Regions from separate parts of the Mus musculus genome. Here regions 2, 3, 4, 5 and 6 are each linked to region 1. Evidence: chromatin contacts called from public HiChIP or PLAC-seq data. All regions are on one chromosome and are shown on one strand. The core of a region is the stretch at or near the end of the contact, and the rest is flanking DNA. Distances in the headings are between cores, read along the strand shown. Region 1 overlaps Cdkal1 (CDK5 regulatory subunit associated protein 1-like 1). Region 2 holds the start of 2610307P16Rik (RIKEN cDNA 2610307P16 gene). Region 3 overlaps 2610307P16Rik (RIKEN cDNA 2610307P16 gene). Region 4 overlaps 2610307P16Rik (RIKEN cDNA 2610307P16 gene). Region 5 overlaps 2610307P16Rik (RIKEN cDNA 2610307P16 gene). Region 6 overlaps 2610307P16Rik (RIKEN cDNA 2610307P16 gene).

Region 1 (3,943 bases), core at 75-2,574:
TCTACCATCTGTAATGAATTAGCATTCCGTTTTACCAGCTGCTGCTGCGGCTTGGGGCCGACTCGGGATCAGAACACACCGGTGGGCTGCTGCTAAATTTAAGAACCTGGGGTTTAAAACTGGCAGAGCTAGACTGGCGATTGGAAAAGTCTCTGCCATTATGAGTAGCAGATCTTTCCACTTGGGACAGGAAATATGTGTCTACTTTTTGTACAGATGTTGTCAGACAAATGAGGAGGCCAAGTCTCTGTTTCTTACTACCAACATGGCAGGCAGATGGCTCTGGGGGCCACTGCTACCTGAGGGTAGAGTTGCCCTGGAAGGGAAAAGCAAACAGAAAGCTGTAGCAGTCGTTTCTTAGACTAAAAAAAAATGTTTTATGTGTGTGCCCATGTACGGCATGTGTGCCTGTTGTCCTCCAAGGTCACAAGAAGTCATTGGATCCCCTGAAACTGCAGTCATGGTTGTGGGAATGGAACCTCAGTCTTCTGCAACTGCACTTAGCACCTAACTGCTGAGTTGTCCAGCCCAGACTTTTGTTTTTGTAATATATACATATTTATTTAACGTGTGTGGTGTACGTGGGTGTGTATGGGGTTTGTGAGTGTGTGGATTCTATGTGATTTGTGGGGTTTGAGGGTTGTGGACATATATGGTGGGTAGGGACAGGGTAGGGTGTGTATGCTTGTGAGGGTGTGAGGTGTTGGGGGCTTTGGGGGAGGATGTGGGGTGTGTGCTGGCACAGGCACACTCATGTGGAGGTCAGAGGGCATCTTGTCTTTCTCCCATGATATGGTCCTAGAAATGGAACTTGGGCTGTAAGGTCAGGCAGTATTCCCCCATATCCATTGAGCTGTCTTGAAGGCCTGTAATAGAAACAATCTCTTATATAAAAAAATGGTCTAGCAAAAAATGGAAATGTTTATAGATTGGTGAGAGATCTCATGCTTCTAATTAAGCTTAGTGATATTGTTTCATTTTCTAGTTTTTATTTTTAGCATGTAGGAAATAGGTCTCTAAAAAGAAGAAAAGTCCATTTGTGCGTCTCACTGGGGAGCTAAGGCCAATGCGAAGCAGTCTTCCTGCCTTGACATTCTGGGTGCTGGCATTACAGGTGTGTGCCACATATACCCGGCTAAGTCTGTACATTTTACAGTCAGGTAGGTCTGCTTTGAATTTGAATTATGTTGCTTCCTGGATTCATGCTCTTGTAAAATCCCTTCCATTTTCTGAGCTTCAGTTTCCTCATCTGTGTAGAATGTCAGTAATAACATTTTCCCTTTGAAGTTGTTCCATCAGCTGGAACTGTCCCTGGAGGCTGAAAGTGCATTACAGGAAAAGAGTGGGTGTGGCCTGTGAGTGACACACCTCTGTCATTGTGCTGCTCTAGGGGATGGAGCAGAACTTCACAGTGATATATGATATCTGATGCTTCAAACACTGGATATGAGGGTTTAGTATTGTGCACATCACCCTGGACATGTCTGGTCTCATGTTTGTGGAAATGTGCCTGAATTGTAGTATTCCTGCCTTTAGTTTGCTTTTGCTGTTTCTTTGTTGGCCTAGATTTAATGAAAGCACAAAATCTGACTGGAAGTTATTTTCTAGTGTCAGAATTCATACATGGTAATATCTGAAATGCCCATGTTACTGTGGTCTCATAAGCAGTATTTGTTCCCATTCTAAAAGTTTCACTGGGACCCGTGTGATAGCTAATTTCAGTAGTCAGCTTGACACACCTGAGAAGATAGAACCTCAGTTGAGGGATTGCTACCATCAATTGGCCCATGGATATGTTTGTGGGGTCTTTTTCTTATAGCGAATTTATGTAAGAGGACTGAGCTCATGTGAATGATGTCAAGCCCATTGTTGGTGGTGGCATCCCCTAGGCTCTATAGGAAAACTAGTAGAATCTGAGCCTGGGAGCAAGCCAGGATGCAGCATTCCTCATGATTTCTCCTTCAGTTCTGGCTTAAACTCCTGCCCTGACTTTGGTAATGATGGATTATGACCTGAAATTGGAAGCCAAAGCCAAAACCAAATAAACTCTTTCCTCTCCAAGCTACTTGGGTCAGTGTTTTATCTGAGCAACAGAAAGCAAACTAGAATGGTATGTTAGCTCTGTGAGTTTAGTAAGTTCAATGCACTCAGGTCAGGGAACACATTTACTGAACATAGGACATGTGCAAGGTACTGGGAGATAAAGTGATGAAGCACAAATTTAGCCTCCTACAGCTGTGTTCAGAACATGAGGGTGTGGCTGCTGTGGGTGCCATAGTATCAGGTGTACCTATGGCCTGAGCAGCCATGTGATCCCAAGACCAGTGCAGCTAGTTAAGCTTTACTGCAGGCTATGTTGTTAAATGGAGAACAAAAATAGGTTCTTAAGCAATTTGTAAAATTTGTCTAAAGTTATTCCCAGTGTTTAAATAGGGTAGTGATTCTTACCCTGACCAAACAGTCTTGTCCACAGCCCTGCAATCTAAAACCTTGACAAAGACCTGGGGAACTTGTAGCCTGCTGCCTTGAAGGTGTATCTGGAATCCTCCCTTCCCTTTACTCTCTTACTCCCCTTGTCCCACAATCCTCAGGTGGCCTCAGGGTCAACTGACTGAACTGGATCTATCTAGCCAGTATGCAGACCAGCTTGAACTGGCTTCCCTGGGGCTGACCCCTGTGTCAAGAACTCACTGTGCCATACCCAGACTGGCCCTGATCCTGCTTCTTCAGCTGTATCATAGTATGATCCCCGAGCACCTGTTTATGACATGTGTTCATTTCTTAGTGTTCCCTGTCCACTCATGAGTCATGACTTGAGCATTGAGCCTGTGCATTGAAATCACTCTTGATTGAGTCTTTTTTCTTCTAGAATCTGAATCTATCGCTTGTCTTGTTTTGACTTGTTCCTTACACAGTCCGCTGCATCTGTAGTTAGCTTTGTGTGGCTGTAACCTAGCCCCTCAGGCTGGGAAGTTACCTACATGCTCTCCATTTCCAACCTTGGCCTTGATTGCCCCACTTTGTGCTGTTCTGTCAAGGTCCTCTATCTAGACTTTCCCTACAAAGATGGGACTCTTTGCTGACCTTGTGTCCTCCATTCACACTAAGCTCAAACTGCTCTAACAGTTGTGGGATTGGTTCTGATTGCCTTGCTGGTGGTATCCCCTCCCCTGAAAAGGGCGGTGCATTTACTTTTTCTGTGTTGCACTATACTTATGGGTGCCATGTTTTCTCACCTCAACTAGACTATAAGGTATTTTTATGTATCTCATATCATGAATTTTGTTAGTGGAATGGTGTAGGGACTCTGGCTTAGACAATAAAGCAACAGGACCAAATGTCTTGCTTATCTGCTTGTCTAGTGACCTTCTCCCTGGTTCCCTCAAGGCTTTTATCTGTGGCAGTCTCTCATTGCTCACCTGTACAGAATCCATTCTGCTCTTGTGCCTCCAGACAGCACCATTGTTCGTAACTCTCTACTGAAGTGCGTTGACCTTTAGAGCTCACCATCATGGCCTGCATGGGACATTTTTGGAGATGCTTTTGCACAGGCTTAGAACTGTACTCAGATGCTGCTGCTATTTCTGTGGCTCAGAACCTCTGCACACCCTCAAAGCCGTGCTCCCTAAGAAGGGGAAAGGCACTCTTGTCATATAAGGAAGAGTTGGTCTTCTCTGATCATAAGTAGAGTTCACCTCTTGAATTCCAAACTACTTTGATATGGTTTAGAAGTTAGGTAAATAATTTACCCTGCATGTTATGCATCAGCCACTTTAACAGCTTCTGTACCATTTAACTTTAAAAACTGCTATTTCAGGTAATCTTTGTGCACACTTGACAGATGAAGAACTAGAGATTCAAAGAATATCCACAAGATGCTTATCTATGCCTGGGCTTAGTTGCCTCCATCACTTGCTGGTATATTGACATTTAACCCTTCTTT
Region 2 (4,283 bases), core at 589-3,088, 720 kb after region 1:
CCTCTTGGAGCCTCTTGAGCCATTGTCCTTGCCCTTCCCTGTGGATCCTTTATTACTTTGCTACATTTTCCAGTAGTTGCTTCTACCTAACTCTGTCCCCCCCCCCCCCCCCCGACATTCCAGACCCAGCAGGGTCCTCAACTTAAGAAACTGCTTTTAAAGGAACTAATGGATTGAGTGTGCTCTGCTTGCCTTTTGGCAGAGGGCAGTCCAGCATTCGGGTGGGAACCGGCACCTAGCAAGGTTGGAGGACCGACCTTGGAGAGCGCATCTCTGTTTCTGGGATGTTATTGTCTAGGTTTCTTTGGGCCAGCAAACCTTGAGCGCTAATTCGGAGGAAGTTGGTTACAAAGTTTCAGACAGCTAGCGGAGTGCGCGCTCTGGCAGTCTGACAGAGGAACACTGGGCCCAGTGCAGACCCCAGGAGATCAGAACGGAAGCCCTCTCACAGAGTCTTTGTTCTCCCCTAGGGGAGAGACTTGGCAAGCACTGGAAGGGTGCTTGTTATGATCCACACCCATGACATTCCAGACCCAGCAAGGTTCCCTTCCTACCCCCTCTTCGCATCTTTAATCCTAGCCAGGAATACAGCTCCCTATGCCCCCTTTCACCCCATCTCTTTACCCTCACATTTAACAACTCATTGGGTCTTCCCTGTCTAGATTTGGAGAAAGAGTATATAAGGTGCGTGGACACCAGCAGGAGGTTGAATATTTGCTTTGGAATGTTTGAGTGTTTTTTTTTAAACCCCCTTTGCCCTGAAGACTGAATATAAAAGGCTGCGTGTCCCTCTACCTTCTCCCACCTTCCTGCTTTTCTTCTATTCTGGTGAGATCTAGAAAGGAAATTGGTGCAGCTTTGAGTTCCTGGGGTGGGGGGAAACCATGTTGGGATGAGAGCTGAATGCTGCGGTGTAAAGTGGGGACCCCAGTTCTGGAACTGATGGATGATTTTCAGAAGGCTCTAAGAAAGACTGAGAGACTCCCAGACAAGGAAGACACCTGGCTTGCCCAGGACCAGAAGGTGGGGGAGGGAAGAGGATGGGGAGTTAGAAGTGAAGGAGGAAGACCCTGTAGCTGTGAAAGGAAGGGAACTAGGAAGGAACAGTAGGTTTGGGAAGGAGCCATGTTAACCTGAGAGTCTTGTTAATATAGTTGGAGATAAGAGGAAGTTCTCTGAGGTTTGAGCCGGTGGTCTCTGTTCAGGCCCCCCCCCACCCCCCATGAGTGGCATAGTACCAGCAGCAACAGGTAACCTACAAGGGCAAGGTGTAGGTCCCTGTGGGATACTTAGTGGCCTCTGCCATGCAGATTTGAGGGTTTTCCCCTAGGGTCCTGTGTGGGCACTGATGAGGGAGGGAGAAGAGACTTTTCCATCACTTAGAACTTCTTTGAATTCTTCCAGGCTGTTGGTTGGAAGAGGGTACATAGGATGGAGGGTCATGGATGGAGAGGCATCTGTGAGCCCTACCTATGATTGTACCTCTTACCTTAAAGGGTTGACTGGCTCCTTCATATTACATCTCTTGGGATGCTGAGAAATGGCAGAAACTCATTGCCAAAGTGAACCGCTCCTCTCCCTGATTGGCAGGGAAAGTGCAAACAAAGAGGTGCATCTCCCGGAAACAATGAGTTTGGAGATTTCCCCGGGCGTGAGAGCGCGGACTGGAAGCTGGGTGTTCAAAGGGTGTGAGAAGGGACCAAGACCCGCATCTTCTGGGCAAAGTTTTCGGGGAGATGGAAGGAGAGAGGGTCGGGACTGAGTTGCTGGTCTTGGGGACAGAGCAGCCGGAGCTGCGCACCAAGGCTTAGAGTCGGGCGGGAGATGCGGGGAGAGGGAGGGGGCGGGGAGGGAGGGGAGGGAGAGAGGAGGAAGGGGTGAGAGGGAGAAACCTGCCGCGGCTCTCCGCCTCTTTGTCTGCTCTGGGACTTGGAACAAAAGGGGAAACTCTGATGAACTCCTTCTCCAGCTCCCTGGACGCCCGAGTATCTCTTTCTCGCAACTTTGTCAACGCGACTTTCTCCGCTGTCAGGCTGCGCAAAAGTATCCTAGCGCCTCGCAGGCTGCAACAATGGAAACAATGTCCCTTCAAAGTGCGACGAAGTGGAGGGAGAAGGTGAGTGACTTGTCCTGTTTGTCCTGCTTCCCTCAGGTCCCCCTGCTCCCAGCCCTTCCGAGGGCAAAGTCATAGATCTAGCAGCCAAGTTTGACTGTTTCTTTCTGTTTCTTGTCTTTTATTATTATTTTTTAATTGTATCTCTTTTCCCGGTTCTCCTTTTCTTTTGTTCTTTTAAACTCTCGCACAGATTGTTTTGTTTATTTTAAACGCCTTCATCTCTTGTGCTTCTTCTTTAGGGGTGGTGAGGGGCTAAGAAGAAGGGCATCCAAACTGGATACTGCCTCGCTTTTCCCCGGTTGTGTGTAGATTGGAGGAAAACGTTCTGATAAGAATGGGAATTAGATCAGGCTCACCCACACATAAGCTCTGACTTTGGTCACAAAAAAAGAAAGATGCAGAGGTGGGGGTCATTTCCTCACGCGTTTTCAAACTTCACTGTCTCTGGAGCGCTCTGGAGACACGAAGCGTGCAACAATAGAATGTAGACAGGGTTTGGGTGGTAAGGGAGTTCCAGCAAATTAATAGGAGTCCGGGAAGTTTTTGGGGGCTGGGGTCCAGTTGAGGAAGCCACAGGTTCCAGACTGTCAAGAGCTGCGCAGATGAAGCTGATGGGGCCTGGACCATTAGTTAAGAGTCCGCTCCCCTCACCTCCGTGGTTTGGTTCAGTTTAATGACCCACCCAGAATGACCTATTGCTGTCCTCGTCGGGATCCATCCTCTCTTAGGTGTTGGCGACCCCCGGGCCTATCTCAGCCAGTCTGAATAGGAAGGGAACCACGAGCCTGCCGAGCTCCCCTGACCTAGCCCTCCGCCCCGCCTTTTGTGTTTTAACCTTTTGTTTCTATCGGCCACACCCGCCCAAAAGAGCGGCGGCTTTTCGTCTCTGTTCAGCGGGGAAGCAGCGAGGTTCCCTCCAGATAGCGGTGAAGGGCGGCTTCCTAACTTTGTTTCCCAAGTCCCCTAACTTCGGAATGCTTCTGCATTGGTTCTTGCTCAGTAAGTCAATATCTTCACTTTATATGAACTATCTTTTGCTGTTTTTCTACTTCGTTCCAAAAGTTGTTTATCTCTACCAGCCACTTGCGTTCATTAAACAACAACAACAAAAAAAGATAACTTAGAGATCTAAGTTAGGGTCCAAAGGACAGAGGTTGGCTTTATCTGTCGGATGCCTTTAAATATGACTTTATCTTGATTCTGCAACACAAAACCCGGCTCATGGTCTTCAGGTATGTTTGTGGGCTCCGTCCAAATACCAAGGTAATTTATCACCTTCTCCACCCTCTTCTGTGTTTCCAAATGCTGGAGGTGTTCTTCAAGCTCCTGGAGACACTTTTTAACAAGACAAGTCAAACACAGAACTCATCCTACTGCGGGTGACTCTAGGAAGCATCCAAACAATGCATTAACTTCTGAGAGTTAGCATTCTGCAAGGTGCCAGAGCCGGGGAGCTTTGAATCTTTATGTCAAAGACTGAAAGGAATTAAGACGACAGTTATTCTTTTAGGGAGGGAGTGTATAGACTGTCCCGACAACTAACCTTAATACATTCTAATTGTATAGGTGTCATACCAGCGACTCCAAGAGTCATGTCACCCACTTAGCAGGAGTACTTCTACTGAAATGCCTTCGAATTTCTCTTACTGGATATATACCTACCAGCCGCTAGCATGAAGATGCCAGGACCGCTGCAAGTTAGCACTGGACAAAGTAGCATCAACTTCTTCATTTAGAGTTTCTTCAGTTAAATTGCTGGGATTTTCGACAAGGCTTTCCTTATGTGGATTATTGGAGTGTGATGCCCGAGAATTCTCTACTTGTAGAAGGTATGTTTCTTAGACACCCACGAGCACTTCCTTTTGGGCCTGATACTTAATGCCACTGGAGATCTGTCTCCTTGTTTTGAGTTGTTGCCCGCCTAAAGTGACTTAAGACTTTATGTTTCCTTCTTGGGGACTGTGTTTTGTAGATAGTTTCTGAAGTGGAATGATAATTTGGGAGTATCTGATGAAAGTTTATTGATTTTTTTTTACCACGTATTCATCAATATCTGCACGTATAATGAATGTTGATTTATGTAGAGTTATATATGTTTTATGTCAGTAATGAGTCCAATATGTTCAACAGGCCATACCTTATTTTATTTGTGGCTGATTTTCTCCTT
Region 3 (4,263 bases), core at 118-2,617, 840 kb after region 1:
GATTGATTTTCTTGCACAGTCACTGTGTATAAACTTCTATGCTTATACCAGACCCTTTCACACCAAGGGTTTGTTGCTTATTGATTCGCGCATATTAAAACCAGGATATGAAAGAGTCAGTTTACCAGTATGAACTAGAAAACCCTAAAGAACTTTAAAAAGAAAGAAGGAATGAAAAAGCCATCTGGGGCCTGAGCAGCAATTTGGGGTTTACTGATGCTCTGGTTGGCAGGCTGTCTGGGCAGCTGGATCTAGGTTGCACCCTGAGTATTTTCTCTTTCCATTTGGACAGGCATGGAGGTGTTGAGTCCGTAATCTGGACCTTGTGAGAGCCAAGTCCGTGTTATGGAGTAGTTCTGTTTTGCACACGGTTGTCCTAATTTCCCCTCTTCTTTACTTGCCCACTAGAAGGGAAAAAAGTAATCAGAGGTGTTGCTGGGTGGAGCCCTCCTTTGATTGCAATGCCCCAGGGGTTTCTAAGTTAACAAATTAAAGCTTTAGGGCTGACTGAGCCGCTTGCTTGGTCTTGGTGGGCGCAGCAGCTTTTCCGTGCCTTCTCATGTTCCTGCCCTCCCTTCCCACTCCAGAAAAGAAACTGAACTCAGAGGCTTTGCCTGAGGAAAGGCTGGCTTGAGGAGCCGAGGGACTGATGACCACAGCTGCAGAGAGGGAAGGCCAGCATATTCTTGGAAGGTGTGGGATGAGAAACGCACTCCCTTCCCTTCCCTGCTTTTGCAGTCATGCCTGGTGTGCCTCAGAGCTAGGATACACGGGCGGGGGAGGGTGGAGCGTGGGGAGGGCTAAGATTAGGGAGAGAGGAGGTGAAACTCTCCTGGGAGTTGGAGACCAGAAATAAACATCCAAAGGAGCTGGGACAAACCCTCTGGCTGCCCTCCTGAGGTTCAGGGGTGGATCAGGAGGGTCCGAGCCAGGGAGGCAGTAGCCTGAGTCTTGGAGGAGGAAGATCTCGCTGGCTGCCTCCTCCTCCTCTCTGCTGGGGTCCCTGAAGCCAGTGCAGGAAGTGGGCGGGATTCTGCTAGAGTTTATTGAAAAAACAGCTGCCTGGCTCCATTTCCCTCCCCCACAACGGCCCATCCTCGCTGTGGCTCAGGATAGAACTATGCTGTAAACTTTGGCATGAATCAAGCATGCTGATACTCTCTCAAACAGCAACTTTTTCTTTCTCTCCCCCCTCCCGCTTTTTTTTTTTTGGCACAGAGTCATTCGTTTGAGGCTGGGGGAGAGGAACAGAAAGACTAAATAAAATGTGGTACAGTGGTTCTAGAAATGATTTGATCTGGTCCAGTAAAGGTCCAGAGTTCACCGACTGGACCTGAAGGACCCAAGTGAGAATAAGGTCAGGAGCCAGTTTTTGAAAGTGGTGAGCAGACGTCAGGACTTGAAGGCCTGCTTGCTCTTTTTCTGTTACTGTCATAACGTCTTGGACAGAATCTACCCTAGGAAAACACTGTCAGTGCCTGTAAGTTTGTGACTTCGTTTTTTTGACCAAGAATTGCTTAGGAGGTTGAAGGGGACAGGAAATAGCTAGGAGCCAGGGTACCACTGGGCAGAAGTATATATGTGTGTGTGTGTGTGTGTGTGTGTGTGTGTGTGTGTGTGTGTATGTGCGTGTGTTGATTAGGACCCGCAGATGGCAAGCAGCAGCTGTTTTATGGTGTGAATTGTTTGCTCAGAAGATTTTCAGAAGCTAATTCTCCGTGGAGGTTGGTTTGCCAAGTGACTTGTTTCCTTTTTTCTTGTTTCCCGACCTATTTTCCTCTTTGTGTGTGTGTGTGTGTGTGTGTGTGTACCCTAGCTGACCTTGAGGCTCTAAGAGTTGCTTAAAACCTGAGACTGTTAAGTTCTGAGAGGGTTGCTTGCACCAGGAGGCTCCTGGCTCAGGTTTACTTCAGACCTGAAGGTGAGGGCGGATGCAAAGGAGAAGGCTGCAGAGGGAAGGGCTTCCCCTGTCTTGTCTGAGATCCGAAAGGCTGTGCCTGGCCCCCCTCTGCTCTGGCTTTACTGTGAACTCTTGCTCTTGCGTTGACCCTTTCCCTTGGCCTTCTATTAAACCTGACCTGTGTCTCTTCCTCCACTTAACGTGAGAGAATATTTTTTTTTTCAGGGACATTTATGAGTAGTGAGTTAAGATGTCTCTAAAATTCACTAGTGGTAGAGGCCTTAGGGCATGGTTAACCAGTTCTGTTATCCCCCTTCAATATTTTCTTTCTGTTAATACCCCATGTGTGGCTTGTATTTGCTTGAACAACTCGAGAAAGCATCCTCAGCTGTATTGTAGGAAGCAAAGTAACTCTCACGCTCTTGCATGAAAGCATGACACAGAGTCTGGGGCCCTGGGATGGTAGAACTTAAAAGGCCAATTAATAACATTTATTTGTTTTTGTTTTTGGAGAACCCAGGGCCTTGTGTATGCTAAACACAGGCTCTTCCAACTCTGGTCTACATTACTTATTAGTAATAGAGGTTACTTATTATTGTTATTGTTTTGTGTGTGTGGTATATGGTGTGTATGCATGTGTATGGGGTCATGTGTATGCGAGTGTACATACAGGCCAGAGACTGGTTATTATTGGTGTCTTCTTTAATTATTATTACTTTTTAGATTTAATATTCATTTTTATTTATTTTATATTATGTATAGATGTGTATGCATGAGCATGAGTTTGTATTCTTAAGTGCAGTGCTCACAGAGGCCAGAGATGTCAGATTCCCTGGAGTGGTCGTTAGGCACTTATGAACTACCAGACATAGGTGCTGGGAACAAAACTCAGTCTCTGCAGGCACATTGCGTGCTCTTAGCCCCAGGGCAGTCTCTTTACTCTGCAGTCCCCTCCACTTTATTTTTGAGGTAGTGGTTCCACTGAACATGGGACAGTGAACTGGAGCTCATTGCTTCAGCAAGATTAGCTGGAGAGCCAGCTCTAGGGATCCTCCTGTCTCCTTTTCCTGGCCACTAGAATTCCAGAGGCCTGTCACCATGCCTGGCTTTGTTCTTGTGAGTTGGGATAGAACTCAGGTCTTCATGTTTGCATAGAAAGCACTTAACCAGCTGAGTTCTCTCTCTCCAGACCAGAGCTGTCACTTCAGTGATTAATTTCACAGTGTGTGCACTGCATTTTGTGGGTACCTTAAAAGATACACTTTGGCCCAGTATCGTGGCACGTTCCTGTCATCCCAACACTTTCACAGTAGAGGCACCAAGATCAGAAGTCGAAGGGCAGCCTTAGCTACATTATACAGACTTTGAGGACAGCACAGGCTAGATAAGACTCTCAAAAAACAAACAAACAAACAACCCAAAGGCATTGAAACAAGGTAGAGCAAACTTGTTTCTAATTTATTGATGCACACATGAAATCTCTATGTAGAAAGCATGTTTAATATAAAAGGTCAACATTTCTATCTTCTATCAACAGAGAGAGGTATGGAAGTGGAAAGTCTATGAGGAAATGTTAAACACTGAGATCTTGCTTTCCTTGGTAGGCAGCATTGTAAATTTAGATTGGAAAGCATAATTGAAAACGGGAGCCTGCATGTGCAACATTATCTCTGCAAAGCATGTACGTTTATGTGAACCTGGATATGATCAGTAGCTGAATGCAGGCCACGGGCACATACAAGTGTTTTCTTTTCATGATCCCTCTCCTTAGCTTTTCCACAGTGAGCAAACACCTATTTTCCCCCCTTTCTAACATGTAACCGTTATTAAAATATAATGAGGTAGTGAGGAATGACTCTCTTGTCTACTTTACTTTCTGACGTGGTTCAATGAGTGTGAGAATTCAACAACCTTAGTGGGTGGAAAGTGGCTCTTCCAGGGGACCCAACACCCTCTTTTGTCCTCTGTGGTCACCTCCCACACATATGATATGTAGATACACGCACACATAACATTTATACATAGACACAGACACGCATACACAGACACACATATACAGCATGCACACATAGGCACAATTACAGACACACAGACACAGACAGACATACACATGACAAATCTTAAAAGACTTTTTAAATCTTCAAGAATTACTGTTTTATGTTTGTTCGTGTCTATAAGACTTTCAGTCTAGGAGAACTCTCCCAGTTCTACTTTAATGTGGTGAATCCTACTCCTGTTTTTAGTTTTCTTTGAGACAGGATTTTAGGTAGCTCAGACTGGCCCTGAACTCACCATGTATCTGAGGCTGACCTTGAACTCCTGATTATCCTGTATCCACCTCGTATGTAATTACAAGTGTGTAC
Region 4 (3,789 bases), core at 591-3,090, 750 kb after region 1:
AAAGGAAGATAAGAGAGTATCATCTCTTGAATATATTTTTATAACCTCTTTACTAGGTATAAAATACATAAAGGGGAGTACACAGTTGTAAATTCATCTTCAGTGACTTATCACAAAATGAACTCTTAAGATGGAGAGCGTGGATTCCCACTTTGTGCCCACTGAATTATAATCCCTTCATTGGGCAGATGCTGCAGGGAGTTTCATGCTATTTAGTTACATCCATGGAAAGGCCCACTGTCCTCCATTGTGTTGGGACCATACTCAGCATTCTGTTTGTGAGGCTCAGATTTGTGGCAGTAGCACCTCTTTGCTGTGTGACACTCGCTTTCTTGAACATGACACACTGCCTTCTTCTATTCTTGGAGGGCATTTGGATTGTCTCTAGCTGTTGTTAGGAATACTATTGCTGGGAACATTCTTCTTTTGAATTTAAATAATATTTATTTGGCAAAGATTGTGTACTTTCAGGGCACGTGGTGTGATGATTTGATGCACTCTCCAACATCGTTGTGGAATGTCTCTTACTGAACATATGTGTGCGTTCCTATTATGAGATGGAGTTGCTGGGACAGAGAGCATATATTAAACTTTAGTAGATGCTGCCAAATAGTTTTCCAAAAGTGCCTGTACCAATTTACACTTCCCCCAGTCTCTGTGGCAGTTCCATGTGTTACCACAGCTTTGCTCATACTTGATAGCGTTAATTTTTACGTTTTAGTCACTCTCTTGGATAAGTAGTGGAATCTCATTGTGTTTTCACGTAGACAGATGAATTTGAGTATCTATGCTTGGTTGCTTGTTTTACTGAGACAGGTTTCCTTCCACTCTACCTAAGACTGGCTTTAAACTTTAAGCCATCTTCCTGTCAATACTCCCCAGGTGCTTATGTGATGAGATTACAGGTGTGTGTGACCCTGTCTGGCACGTTTGCTTTAAAGTAACATCATAGATGACTGTTTAAGACAGTAACGTGCCTGTGAAGGTTTTCCTCATGTCACTGAGAAGTGTCCAAGGCTGAGCCATTCATCTGTGGTCAAACATCTGTTTTCGACATGGCTTACATAATGTTAAAGGCTTTTCAACCCCACACACCACACGTTCATTTATTCCTTGATCATTGAGTTGCTAGTTTTTGCTAGAGACTGAGATTAAAAAGTAGGGATACGAGTATGAATAAAACATATCCATTCTTGGGTCCCGTCTGGCTGTGCTGTTTCTAGATGTTGTGGAACTCTTTGGAGGTGGTATCTGGATGGAGGAAGTGGATTGTAACCCAGCCTTGCTTCCTACTAGGGCTTCCTGTTTCCTGATCTACAGATGTGTGAGCAAGTTGCTGGTGGCCATGGAGCCACCTGTTGCTCTACCCTCCGCCTTCCTGAAATGATAAATTGTGTTCCCTTAAACCCTGAACCAGGATGAATTCTTTTTCCTTTAAACTGCTGTTTGTGTGCAGGTGTACATCCATGTATGTGATGCATGTGGAGATGAGGGATCTATTCTTCTCTACCTTATGTATGGAGGCAGTGTCTCACACTGGAACCCGTAGCTCATTATTGGCTAGCAGAGCTAGCTAGCTTACTCTGGGGATCCCATTTCCCCCTCCTCTCACCAGCTGCTTGTGTTGCCTCTTGTCAGGTAATTGGTCACAGCACCAGGAAAATAACCAACGCATAACTTAAGTGCCCTAGAAAAACAGATTGGAGAACTGTTTTACTCAATTTATTCCTGGTTTTGTAGTTACATTTATGCAAGACGAATACTCAGGTTGATGGATTGACCGGTTCTACACAATAGCTTATGCTGCTGCTTCAGGTGATGGATGGAGACTCAGCAGTTGTATTTATTCTGAATCTCTCAATGAACCAGTGTGTGGTAAATGGTCTCTGTAGCCTCATGAAAGCACTGACCAGAGATACCGAACCCCATGAATTCTCAGGGCCCTTGAGTGAAATGGTATAATGTTTGCACAGACCCTAGACCAGTGGTTCTTAACATTTCTTTTCTTTTTCTAAAGACTTATTTATTTTATGTATGTGAGTACCCTTTTACTCTCTTCAGAGACACTAGAAGAGGGAGTTGGATCCTGTTATATATAGATGGTTGTGAGCCATCATGTGGTTGCTGGGAATTGAACTCAGGACCTCTGGAAGAGCAGCAGTCAGTGCTCTTAACTGTTGAGCCATCCCTCCAGCCCCTGGTTCTTAACTTTTCTAATGCTGTGACCCTTTAATACAGTTCCTCATGTTGTGGTAACCATGAAATTAATTTGTTTCTCTCTCATAACTGTAATTCTGCTACTCTTATGAATCATAATGTAAGTAGCTGTGGTGTAGGATATCTTATATGTGGTCTCCAAAGGGGTCACAACCCACAGGTTAAGAATCTCTGCCCCAGAAAATTATCTCCTATGCTTTCAATCATTTCTCTATAACTTACCATGTACAACACAGTATAAAACTATTAGCTAAGCAATAGCATCACTGTAGCATTTAGAGATGGATGGTAAGAAAAGAGTCAGTACACGTTTCATAGCCCCATGTTTTTCTGAACTATTTTTAACTCCCGGTTGGTTGGATCCAAGACCAAGAACCTGAGGTAACTGTGAATCTGTCGTTGCCTTCCCTTTGTCTCAGTTCCTTAATTGTGAGTATAAATTCATGGTCTGAGGCTTGTCAGTGGTAGCTTCATCAAGCATTGAGGCACATAACTCTATCATTTAAGCTATAGTCAGTTCAAGGTTATCCTGGTCTACATAGTCAGTTTCAGGACAGCCAGGGCTATGTGGGGAAACCCTATCTCAAAAAAAAAAAAAAAAAAAAAAAGCAAAAAGCAAACCAGCCAAACCAACCCCTCTGCAAAACAAAAACAAAGAAATAAAAACATTAAACAAACAAACAAACTTGTCTTGAGTTGAAATGACTGTCTTCTTTTCCAGTCCCTGAGCTGCGCATAAGCTAAATAGGTATTCTATCATGGGGATTAGCCCCCCCCCAGCTCTCTTTTTATATTTTTTATTATGGATGAAGTATTCATTTGCTCAGGCTGGTCTCTGTAGCTCATGTATATTTGGCATCTTTTTACCTCAGCCTCTATAGTAGCTGAAATGACAGGCTGCATCACCTGGTCTGGCTGAAGTGATTGTCTTTAAAAAGTGCTGTTTCCTTTGCTCTGTGGTGGGGCCCAGCTTCGTCAAAAAAAGACCTTCTTCCACTGCTTCTCACCAAGCAGAGCATTGTGCTGTATCTAACTCAGATGTGCCTGCCAGCACAGGCTCAGGGTCACTCTTTGCCTTCCCTGGAGGACAGGCCTGTAAACAGTCTTGGCACTATCTGTTTGCGTTCCCACCTGCTAGATTAGATTATCATTAGTTCAAAATCCCCAGTATCTAGCATGTTGCTGGACACGTCTACCGTCTACCGTTCTGGTCTGGTCGGTAAATACCCCTTGGGAGAAAGGGAGTAAACAAACAGCGTCAGCAACAAAATACAGAGGTACCCATTCACTCTTTGTTTCAGTGTGTAATTGCACACCAGGAAGCTGTGATGTGCCTGGCACGGAGCTCAGATCTGGGTCTGAGTCATTGTGCCCAAACAGACCTGGCGACTAACTGTTCCAGCAAGCTAGCAGTTTGTGAGTGAGGGGGTTAAGAACCCAGCTGCCTTTACAGCTGTGTATAGTTACAGACTGGGGTGAGTGCTCAGAAGCACGGGAGCATGAGACATGTAGGGGTGACCCCCGTTTGGGGGACTGAGAAAGCCTCCCAAAGAGAGCAGATTGTAAAATGGG
Region 5 (4,320 bases), core at 1,547-4,046, 770 kb after region 1:
TTTGTTTTGTTTTTAAAGATTTATTTATTTATTATAGGTAAGTACACTGTAGCTGTCTTCAGACACTCCAGAAGAGGGCATCAGATCTTGTTACAGATGGTTGTGAGCCACCATGTGGTTGCTGGGATTTGAACTCTGGACCTTCAGAAGAGCAGTCGGGTGCTCTTACCCACTGAGCCATCTCACCAGCCCTGTTTTTTTTTTTTTTTTTTTTTTTTAATGTGTGACCATGTGTCAGTAAGAAACAGCTTAAAGGAGGAAAGGCCTATCTTGGCTCACAGTTTGAGACAGCTCATCATGGCTGCAGGAGCATGCTCACATCCAGGTGGATCAGGAAGTTAAGGAATGTGGGCTCTCACCCACATGGTGCACCTCCATAGCCATTTCCTACCGGTTAGACCACATTTTTCTAAATGCTCCACAATGTCCCCCAAACAGCACCACTACTTGGGGACCAAGTATTAAACTGCACAAGCCTGGAGGGGACATTTCACACTGAAACCATATTCATATTCTCTCTCTTGGGTTCCTGTGGGTTTCAGATGAGTTAATACACATAAACACAAATGGCCCGGGTGCATGGATGGTTCTGTACCACACGGATGGTTCTGTTTTGTTGTTATGGCTACTGCTCGTTTTTGTTTTTTTTGTTTTTGTTTTTGTTTTTGTTTTGTATCCATCCCTAAAGGAAATCTCTCATGTTTGGTGGGGATTTGGGGCTGCTATCCCTCCTGTTTGCTTACTACATTGGCGATAGTCTAGCCAAAGAGCTTGGCCATGAGTCCCTCCCTCTTGTTTGAACTGTGTGGTCCCACTTACCTGGGCTTCTTTTCTCCCATCTGCTTCCCACTGTTGACGGTTCTCTTTCCCTGAATGAACTTCCTGACTGTCATGCCGGAGTGGAGAGTGGCCCAGTTTGCTCCTCCTCCTTCCTCTGATGTCTCTTGATGATGAGTTTCTCCCTTCATCTCTTTGCTTTATCCTTTCTTCTTCATACATCTTCATATCCTTCCTTATTGTGGCAACGGCTTTCACAGTGGGCAGGTCTTACCACAGAACAGAGCTGGTACCTATACACAGTGGATAATTAGGATGACTGAAAACTGTGTTAGCAAGCGGAGCAGACTCAGTGTAGCAGGCCCATGGGTCAACAGATCCTACATTCTGACAAAAGTTGATGGAAATTGTGTTGCCTCATGCACTTCAGTAATGGAGAAGGCATGGTTACGGCATGAGAAACAGCAGAGCTATCTAGGATGAAAATCTACGACACAGATTTTATTCAATGATGGCAAAGACTTTTCTCCCTCTTTTCATGGGAAAACTACTATAATTTCCAGGAAGTTCTACAGAATTCTTTTGGTGTGTGCATGCATGTATTTGTGTGTAAATCAGCATTAATGATATTTTAGAGTAATTCACTATTAACTTGCTAAATTTAAATAGTATATATTATTAGTTTTAGGGAGATGTATTAAAAAGACACAACTTAAATATTTCTATATGGCACAGAATAGCATTTCTGGATAAGCTTTTTCAGTTTTTGTTTTTCTAATACACTGTTCTCTAAATTCCTTACAAATATTAGCAGTAATACAGGAAACCTAACCAAGATGTTGGAGTTCTGATAGGCTGGCTCAAGGTCTGGCTCATAGCTTTTGTTCTCAGTTTTCTTTTCTTTAAGCTTTTAAGTTAAAATTTGGTAAATATGCAAAATAATAGGTTTCATTTTCACACACACACACACACACACACACACACACACACACACACACACACGTAGTTGCATCTTGCTCCTATCCCCTCACATGCCACTTCCATTCACCCCCTTTCTTGGTCATCCCTTTGTTCTTCCCAAATAGTTCCTTCTTTGCATTCATGCCATATGTGTTATGCTTAAATATAGACTACATATATGAGCGAAAGTGAGGCATTTTATCTTTCTCCATTAGCCATCCCTTTGTTCTCCTCCTTCCTCCCTTTAGCCATTTTCCTCCCATTTTGTAGTGACCTTTCTACTTTCATCTCTCTTTCCTTCTCTCTCTCCCTCCCTCCCCCCCCACCCCCCACACCCACACACATACACAAAGCAAACTAGATTCTGCACATGTGCACATGTGAGAATGGACCCCCTTCATCTTTCTGCGTCTGGTATATTTCTGTTACACAATGATCTCCAGTTGTGTAAATGCTACAGTTTCATTTTGGTTCTTTACAATTCAATAAAATTGCACTGCACATATATATCCACCAGTCAGCATCAGTGCGGGTTCCTGATCTTGCCTATTGTGAATAGTCTTGCAATAAACATGAAGATGCAAGTGTCCCAGTGGAAGATTCCTTTGAATATATACCAGGAGTGGTACAGCCAGATCATAAGGTAGCTAGCTCTGTTTGTAGCCATGTGGAAGAGCCATACTGATGTCCACAGTGGCTGTACCAGTTGACATTCCCCATCAATGTCAGTGTCAGGTGTTAAAGCTCTACATTCCTAACAACCACAATAGCAATAATAATATTAACTCAGATGATTGTTGAGCCCTTGTTTTCAGTTTACTAATTGCTAGAGTAGAAATGTAGGTGGTAAAGCTACCATTCCTTTTTATCTTGCCAGTTGAGTAGTGATCTCTCCCAAGCAGGTGGAGACTTCCTTATGGAGGGCACACATTTCTCTGGGAGCCCAGGAACCAAGTCACTTGGGTCCAAAAGAATGCTGAGAGAACAGCTTGTTCATCTCTCCAGGCACCGTGGGAAGTTTCTGCTCACCCCCAGTCTTCCTGTCTTCTAACTGCCACCCTGCTTCCTGCCTGCGTGTGAGGCAGATCTGGTGACAGCCGTCTGTGATTCCCACCCCTGTGTTGGTCCCCCAGAAACCCATAAAGAATGGAACTGAACATCTTTTTATCCTGGCTTAAACCCCACATAATTCTGATTAAAGAAAGTGAGGGTCCAGATCTTGCCTGTTGGGTGGGGGTGGCTCTGTTCTGAAGCAGAAGGATTTGTGGATCTTTTTATCAGTTGCTTGCCTCCTGCCGGTCTAATGCAGAAGACCTCTTGAAGCAAATACAAAGTTCCAGGTGCCATCATAGCCATGACAAATTGTGTCTCGGGGATCTGCTAGCAGTCGGTTGAAGAAATCGGTAATCTCTTGGGCCTTAGTTTTATAACCTGTAGAGTCAGCAGAGGCACGGATGGTGTGTATAGCTTTAAATTAAGTAATCCTGCCACGGAGAAAGTAGAATTCAGAGTATTTATGGAATCTAAACTTAAGATGCCAAAAGGAGGCAGACACCAGGTTATGAGTCGCAGGGTTATTTTTTTCCGGCTTGGCTTTGCCAGTACACACCTTGTTAGGATCATAGAATGGCAAGCTACACTGTCCCCTTACTGTTCCTTTCAATCCTCAGGCTGTGGCTGTGTTGATTAGTGACAGCGGTTGCTACCCTGTGAGTCCCCTCACCCCCAACTCCCCCATCCATCAGAAGAAAATCCATCATACTTTTGACAATGTTTTCCTCTCCAAGAAAATGATCTTTAAGAGAATGGCATGTAATATAGACTTTATTCTTCTTAAGGTATCAGAGAAACGGTATCTGAAATAAAATCAATACATGATGCAGTGGTTTATTTACATTTAAAATATTGAATCGTGGCAAAGCATTTTATCAAAGGCTTTGGGACCAAATACATGTTCCAGACTTACGAAAGTAGGGCAGTATACAGCAGAGAAGCTGCTGTGTATAGTGGATGATACTGAATGTGTCCACTTAATCCACATATCCCAACTACAGTAAGGAAAGGCAGACTTAGGAGAGCTTAAGATGTACAGATAGTGATTTGGGGTGTGTGTGTGTGTGTGTGTGTGTGTGTGTGTTATACACATTTTTATAAGTTTTTGTATACATAAACACACGTGCATAACTATATATGTGTATATGTATGTATGTTTGTGTGTACTTTTTTTTTATTACGTATTTTCCTCAATTACATTTCCAATGCTATCCCAAAAGTCCTCCACACCCCACCCCCCACTCCCCTACCCACCTATTCCCATTTTTTGGCCCTGGCGTTCCCCTTGTGTGTACTTTTAAAAAGACCTTCTCATAATCTCAAATGATGGTTACCAGGCAACTCAGGGGCAAAGGCACAGTCTTACCCTTCTACACTCTCCAGGATAAAAGTGAGCCAATGGAACAGAACTGAACTGAACGGAATAGAATCCCAAAGCATGGGGTAACACATTCATACTTAGATCACATCTCTCTACTGGTCTCAGGTCTCAGGTCTCAGTCTCACCATCTCCATCTCCCATGATTGTAC
Region 6 (4,356 bases), core at 1,580-4,079, 930 kb after region 1:
CTTTATTTGTTTAAGATAGGGTCTTACATAGCATAGGCTGCTCTAAAGTTTGCTATATAGTTAGAGATGGCTTTGAATACCTGATCCTTTTTTAGGCCGATACTTTGTTTTCTCAGAATCCATCCTTGTGCATCTCTAGGTATAAATGAGGTGAATTTGTCATTAAAACACTTACCTGTAATAGGATGGGAAGACAGCTTTTTGTATCTTCTTGACTGATTATAAAATGAGAATGTGTGCATTTTTAGTATAGTTTCATGTTCCTATAGGAAGATAAACAAGCTCAGGTATTTTTGACACACACACACACAACATACAATTTAAGTGTTAACTATCCTAGATGATAACACTTACTGTTACTGATGGTGTTTCAGGAACTTGGAGCTTTTCTCAATTTTTTTCTGTCTGTGTTTGCCATCTAGAAATATGTCAACTGTACCAGAAAGGTGAACATTAAACAGTCACTTGTAGTTAAACTTGACCTTCAGTGTTGGTCTTAATTATCAGAAGTACCTGTTTTTTGAGTTACAGTTGCAAACACTTATTTATTGAAACATACCTGAATTGAAGACAGCTTTTCTAAGAGGAGATGATTTTTAAAAAATGGCTCATTAGGATGATTAGAAAGCAACATTTCCTTTTTGACTGGTTTCCATCAGGAAAAGCAAGAGAGGGCTTGGTAATGTCTGTTCTCTGAATTGCTTTCTCTCTCCTCCCAGCTGGCCAGGTTCTTTCAATGTGGCATTGAAGCCTTGAGTTGTTGTGACTCAACAAATGGACAACAACAAATGTTCTGGCTTCTTATTGGTGTCAAGCCCAGGAAACTGGCAAATGAGATGAACAGGCCCAACGCTGCAGCAAGTTTTCATGAGCCAAGTGTGCCGAAGGAGCAGGCAGCTGCTGGCTTAGTCCTTCAGCACCGGAAAGCCCCTCCTCAGCTTTACTGCCCCAGGTTGAGACTTGTCAGCTGTAAGATTTGGGGAACCAAGGCCCTGGAGGAACAAATTGTCTCTTTTAACATTTCAGCAACCAGAATCTTTGAAAACCAAACAGAGGAAGGCAGAGAGATGTTTATTTTACTTCCCCATATAATTTTCAAATCATTGACATAGTGGTAAAACAAATATGTATGTTTGTATGTATGTGTGTATATATGTATGTTTGTTTGTTTATATGTATGTTTGTATGTATACAACACTGATATAAAATATCCATTCACAGTCCATAATAGCCTTCCACAAACACTGTTCTGAATGGGTGATAGAGTTCGTATTGGTACCTCAGGTATAGATAGGTCCCTTATTTCCAGTTTGATTTTCATATAAATCTGAGTGAAAAATAGTCTTTCCTTCTGTCCTAATGCCATCTTGGTTTGGGTATCTGTTAGGGTTTTCTTCTTACCTCTCTGTCCCCCAAACTTCTTTCAAAGTTTGGGATTCAAAGTTGGGTGTGGTGGTAATTGACCATAATCCAAGCACAGGGGAGGCCTGAGGAGTTACTAGACGTGTGAGGCCAACCTGGACTAGTTAGTAAGTCCCAGGCTATTCCAGAATCCATAGTGAGACCCTGTCTCCAAAACCCAACCAAAGAAACATTTGTGTTGGAAGACTGCTACATCCTAATTGAAACTGAGCATATGTGGTTCACAGTTCAGTGAAGAATTTACTATGGGAATGAGCCATTTCCTGGAAAATCAACGAAACCGGCTTCTGATTTCCCTGTGGACAAGCAGTGACTGGTAGAAGGGACTTTGGACTTAGTTGGTCTCTTTGCTTGCTGTTTTGGATTCAGAGTCACTTTGTTTATAAATCTCTTTTCAAATTTTTGACATAAGGTCTCTGTAACTGTGACTGGCCTGACTCTTGATGGTCCTTGCTGAGTATCTCAGGCTGAACTCCGACTTGCAGCAATCCTCCTGCCTTAGCCTCCATAGTGCTGGGGATTGCATTCTTGATGCCTGGCTAATAAACCGTGTGTGTGTGTGTGTGTGTGTGTGTGTGTGTGTGTGTGCACTTGTATGTGTCAGAGGATCATTTCCATGGATCTTTTGTTTAGACAGAAAAATGAAACCCGAATCTCCAACCATCATTTATAAATGCCACAAACTCCTAGGCTGTCATTTTGGTTGTGGAGTGTTTTCTTCCTGGCTGTGCTGTGTGCTGGCTGCATGTGTGTCTGAAGGGCATGCATTTTAAAGGCAAGGCAGATGAAGGGTGTAATTTGGTGACATTCTGCTGACTGCACTTCTTGCTCTATGTCTCTTTTAGAGACTTCACTATTTTCCCCATGGTCAGTTATTTCTTAACCCAGCTCCAGGCAGGCTTTACAATTTCTCGACTCTCTTGTCCATACAAATGGCTGAAAAGATAATGTAAGACATAGGTTGTCTTCTGTTACCATTAGTGATTGTGTTTTTTGACCTATATGTAAATCAGTATTTAACAAAAGGCAGCCCTCTAAAAGCCATTAAATAAATTGTCTTTCTTTTGGTCTGTGTCCTGCATTGATTTCCGGTTTTCAGACAGAACTCTAGCATTTAACTACTACTTCTAACTTCCTGCCTTTTAATTTTGGAGATCAAATATGGCGGAGCTTTTCAGGTGGTCATGGGGACTTTTTCTGACCTGGAATGTGGTTTGCTGGTATTACATTAAAAGGAGGATAGTAGGGAGGAGGAGGAGGAGGAAGAGAAGGAAGAGTGAGAGGCGGGAGGGGAGGAGTGAAAGAAGGTGGAGAAGGAAGAGGGAGGGGAGGATAAAATAGAAGGGGAGGAGGTTGTCCTCTTGGCTGTTTTAGGTAGCATGAGCCCTTGGGATTTTGAAAAGATCATGTCACAGACCGACACGCAGCTGTCTGCCTCCATTTTTAGCTAACGGCGTCTTCCTGGCCTTCACAGTTCAGTGGCTTGGGAATGCAGAGCCGGGGTAGGGTGCTCCGAGGCTCCAGATACTTCAAGTCTGACAGACACCGTGTCTGTGGCATACGTTGCCTTGTTCTTGGGGTCTAGGATCAACATTCTCCTGACCTCCCATGGTGGTCAGGGCCATGTTTACCAAGACCGGTTTCTTTCCATTTGCACTGTGTCAACGCTGAAGGCAAAACAGCCCGAGTGTGATTTAAGTTCTAAGAAACCTGTCATCCAAATAGCAATTCACACCACAGGTGAAGCTGAAGTCACCGGGGAACCGAGGCTGTGTGGGTGGGGTGTGCATGGGGAGGTAACTCTGTTAAGACATGTTATATCCACTTTAGCAAAATATAGTGTTGGTTAGCAGGACTGAGTGTGTGTGTGCTCACTTTTACATTCAGGGTAAGATGTTGTAATATATACATTTTATTTATGTATTGCGTATGTGTATGAGCATGTGTACCACAGGGGAGGCGTGGGGGTCAAAGGACAATTTATGGGAGCTGATATTTTCTTCCCTTACTTAGCTCTTGGGGATGTAGCCCAGGCTTACTGACAGGTGCCATTAGCAGTTGAGACGTCTCTCCAGTCCGGCATTGTTCTTACTGTGTTTCCTTGACACACCGGGAAAGTCCAGGGACTTATCTTTTCTGTGGGCTTCTTAGGACTGTTAGGGTAGGACTGTTTTGTGTTGCAAGTTCAGCCGAGCTCAGTTCATTTCTATGTAGTCCGAGATCTCTTTGCTCTACATTCTAGGACAGATAATCTTATTAGAAAGCTCTTTAAAGTCAATGATCATTAAAAAAAAATACTTAAAAGAGATGGTAGTGCATCCTTTTATTAAAAGGATATTTTAGTTTTATTATTCTATTAAAATGTACTACAATGGTTATTATTTAAAAGAGAGTTTTATCTTCAGCCTGTGATCACAGCTGTCAAACAATGTGTCAAAGATGTGTCTTGACATTGTTTTTCAGATCTCTGTTCTCTGCCATTGTTGGCCCTAACCCTTGAAGTGGCCATTCCGTTGAAAAGCAATTGAGAGACTTCTCTAACGCCTTCTTCTACTTAAGCCCCACACCCTGTCGCCTTTTGTCTAAAATGTATCACTTCTTTATCCAGTCTGAGCATTTGTTACAACATCTTCCTGGAGAATGAGATGCCCGGAGTAGACTCCTCCTGAGGGTCCCCAGTCTCATCTAGTGCCTGGGAGACCATCATGCTAGTATGTCCCACCTACTGGGACCCAGCCATTTGCCAGACTGATGAAACTGCAGGCTCTTGGGAAGGACAGAGCTGATAACCAAGTTGAGTTGAACCTGCCTGAGACGGTTTCTGTTGCTCGTCTACCCTCCCTCTGTGGGTATTTTCCTGGCAAAAGCCAGGCAGATGATGTTCTTATCTTTGCAGCTGAGGGGTTTTCAACTGTGGTTAAAAGTACAGAGAAC

Evidence for each region. HiChIP or PLAC-seq counts read pairs in DNA pulled down with a chosen protein or histone mark.
Region 2: a contact with region 1 is called in an H3K27ac HiChIP or PLAC-seq map of differentiating embryonic stem cells, with 5 times the contacts expected there. The contact joins the promoter of 2610307P16Rik here to the enhancer-like site in region 1. A contact is called at or near these places in 1 of 15 datasets of contacts at CTCF or cohesin (large pre-B cells), 7 of 484 Hi-C or Micro-C datasets (B cells, embryonic stem cells, nephron progenitors and 2 more), 10 of 115 datasets of contacts at active chromatin or transcription factors (astrocytes, craniofacial prominence, differentiating embryonic stem cells and 6 more) and 2 of 9 other capture datasets (embryonic stem cells and embryonic tail).
Region 3: an H3K27ac HiChIP or PLAC-seq map of T-cell acute lymphoblastic leukemia shows a contact between it and region 1, with 6 times the contacts expected there. The contact joins two enhancer-like sites. A contact is called at or near these places in 2 of 484 Hi-C or Micro-C datasets (embryonic fibroblasts and uterus) and 2 of 115 datasets of contacts at active chromatin or transcription factors (T-cell acute lymphoblastic leukemia and large pre-B cells).
Region 4: an SMC1A HiChIP or PLAC-seq map of large pre-B cells shows a contact between it and region 1, with 3 times the contacts expected there. The contact joins two enhancer-like sites. A contact is called at or near these places in 1 of 15 datasets of contacts at CTCF or cohesin (large pre-B cells), 1 of 484 Hi-C or Micro-C datasets (liver), 1 of 115 datasets of contacts at active chromatin or transcription factors (differentiating embryonic stem cells) and 1 of 9 other capture datasets (embryonic tail).
Region 5: an H3K27ac HiChIP or PLAC-seq map of T-cell acute lymphoblastic leukemia shows a contact between it and region 1, with 4 times the contacts expected there. The contact joins two enhancer-like sites. A contact is called at or near these places in 1 of 15 datasets of contacts at CTCF or cohesin (large pre-B cells), 1 of 484 Hi-C or Micro-C datasets (the HPC-7 cell line) and 3 of 115 datasets of contacts at active chromatin or transcription factors (the SCID.adh cell line, T-cell acute lymphoblastic leukemia and differentiating embryonic stem cells).
Region 6: a CTCF HiChIP or PLAC-seq map of large pre-B cells shows a contact between it and region 1, with 10 times the contacts expected there. The contact joins two enhancer-like sites. A contact is called at or near these places in 1 of 15 datasets of contacts at CTCF or cohesin (large pre-B cells), 2 of 115 datasets of contacts at active chromatin or transcription factors (T-cell acute lymphoblastic leukemia and embryonic stem cells) and 1 of 9 other capture datasets (embryonic tail).

What each region holds. Positions count from the first base shown.
Region 1 is chr13:29,599,997-29,603,939 of GRCm38.p6, reverse strand. The region is part of intron 9 of Cdkal1 (CDK5 regulatory subunit associated protein 1-like 1); the gene reads left to right. Among named protein-coding and RNA genes, the nearest start is that of Cdkal1, 250 kb to the left of the region's middle. Within about 2 kb of position 1,324, at least 12 of the 459 cell types and tissues checked have an H3K27ac peak or open chromatin away from gene starts, as enhancers often do.
Region 2 is chr13:28,882,977-28,887,259 of GRCm38.p6, reverse strand. 2610307P16Rik (RIKEN cDNA 2610307P16 gene) reads left to right here and starts at 1,838. Exons shown (of 8, transcript NR_045054.1): 1 at 1,838-2,116; 2 at 3,683-3,945.
Region 3 is chr13:28,754,740-28,759,002 of GRCm38.p6, reverse strand. The region is part of intron 3 of 2610307P16Rik (RIKEN cDNA 2610307P16 gene); the gene reads left to right. Among named protein-coding and RNA genes, the nearest start is that of Mir6368, 46 kb to the right of the region's middle. Within about 2 kb of position 1,367, at least 286 of the 459 cell types and tissues checked have an H3K27ac peak or open chromatin away from gene starts, as enhancers often do.
Region 4 is chr13:28,854,177-28,857,965 of GRCm38.p6, reverse strand. The region is part of intron 2 of 2610307P16Rik (RIKEN cDNA 2610307P16 gene); the gene reads left to right. Among named protein-coding and RNA genes, the nearest start is that of 2610307P16Rik, 29 kb to the left of the region's middle. Within about 2 kb of position 1,840, at least 9 of the 459 cell types and tissues checked have an H3K27ac peak or open chromatin away from gene starts, as enhancers often do.
Region 5 is chr13:28,831,992-28,836,311 of GRCm38.p6, reverse strand. The region is part of intron 2 of 2610307P16Rik (RIKEN cDNA 2610307P16 gene); the gene reads left to right. Among named protein-coding and RNA genes, the nearest start is that of 2610307P16Rik, 51 kb to the left of the region's middle. Within about 2 kb of position 2,796, at least 55 of the 459 cell types and tissues checked have an H3K27ac peak or open chromatin away from gene starts, as enhancers often do.
Region 6 is chr13:28,670,309-28,674,664 of GRCm38.p6, reverse strand. The region is part of intron 3 of 2610307P16Rik (RIKEN cDNA 2610307P16 gene); the gene reads left to right. Among named protein-coding and RNA genes, the nearest start is that of Mir6368, 38 kb to the left of the region's middle. Within about 2 kb of position 2,829, at least 15 of the 459 cell types and tissues checked have an H3K27ac peak or open chromatin away from gene starts, as enhancers often do.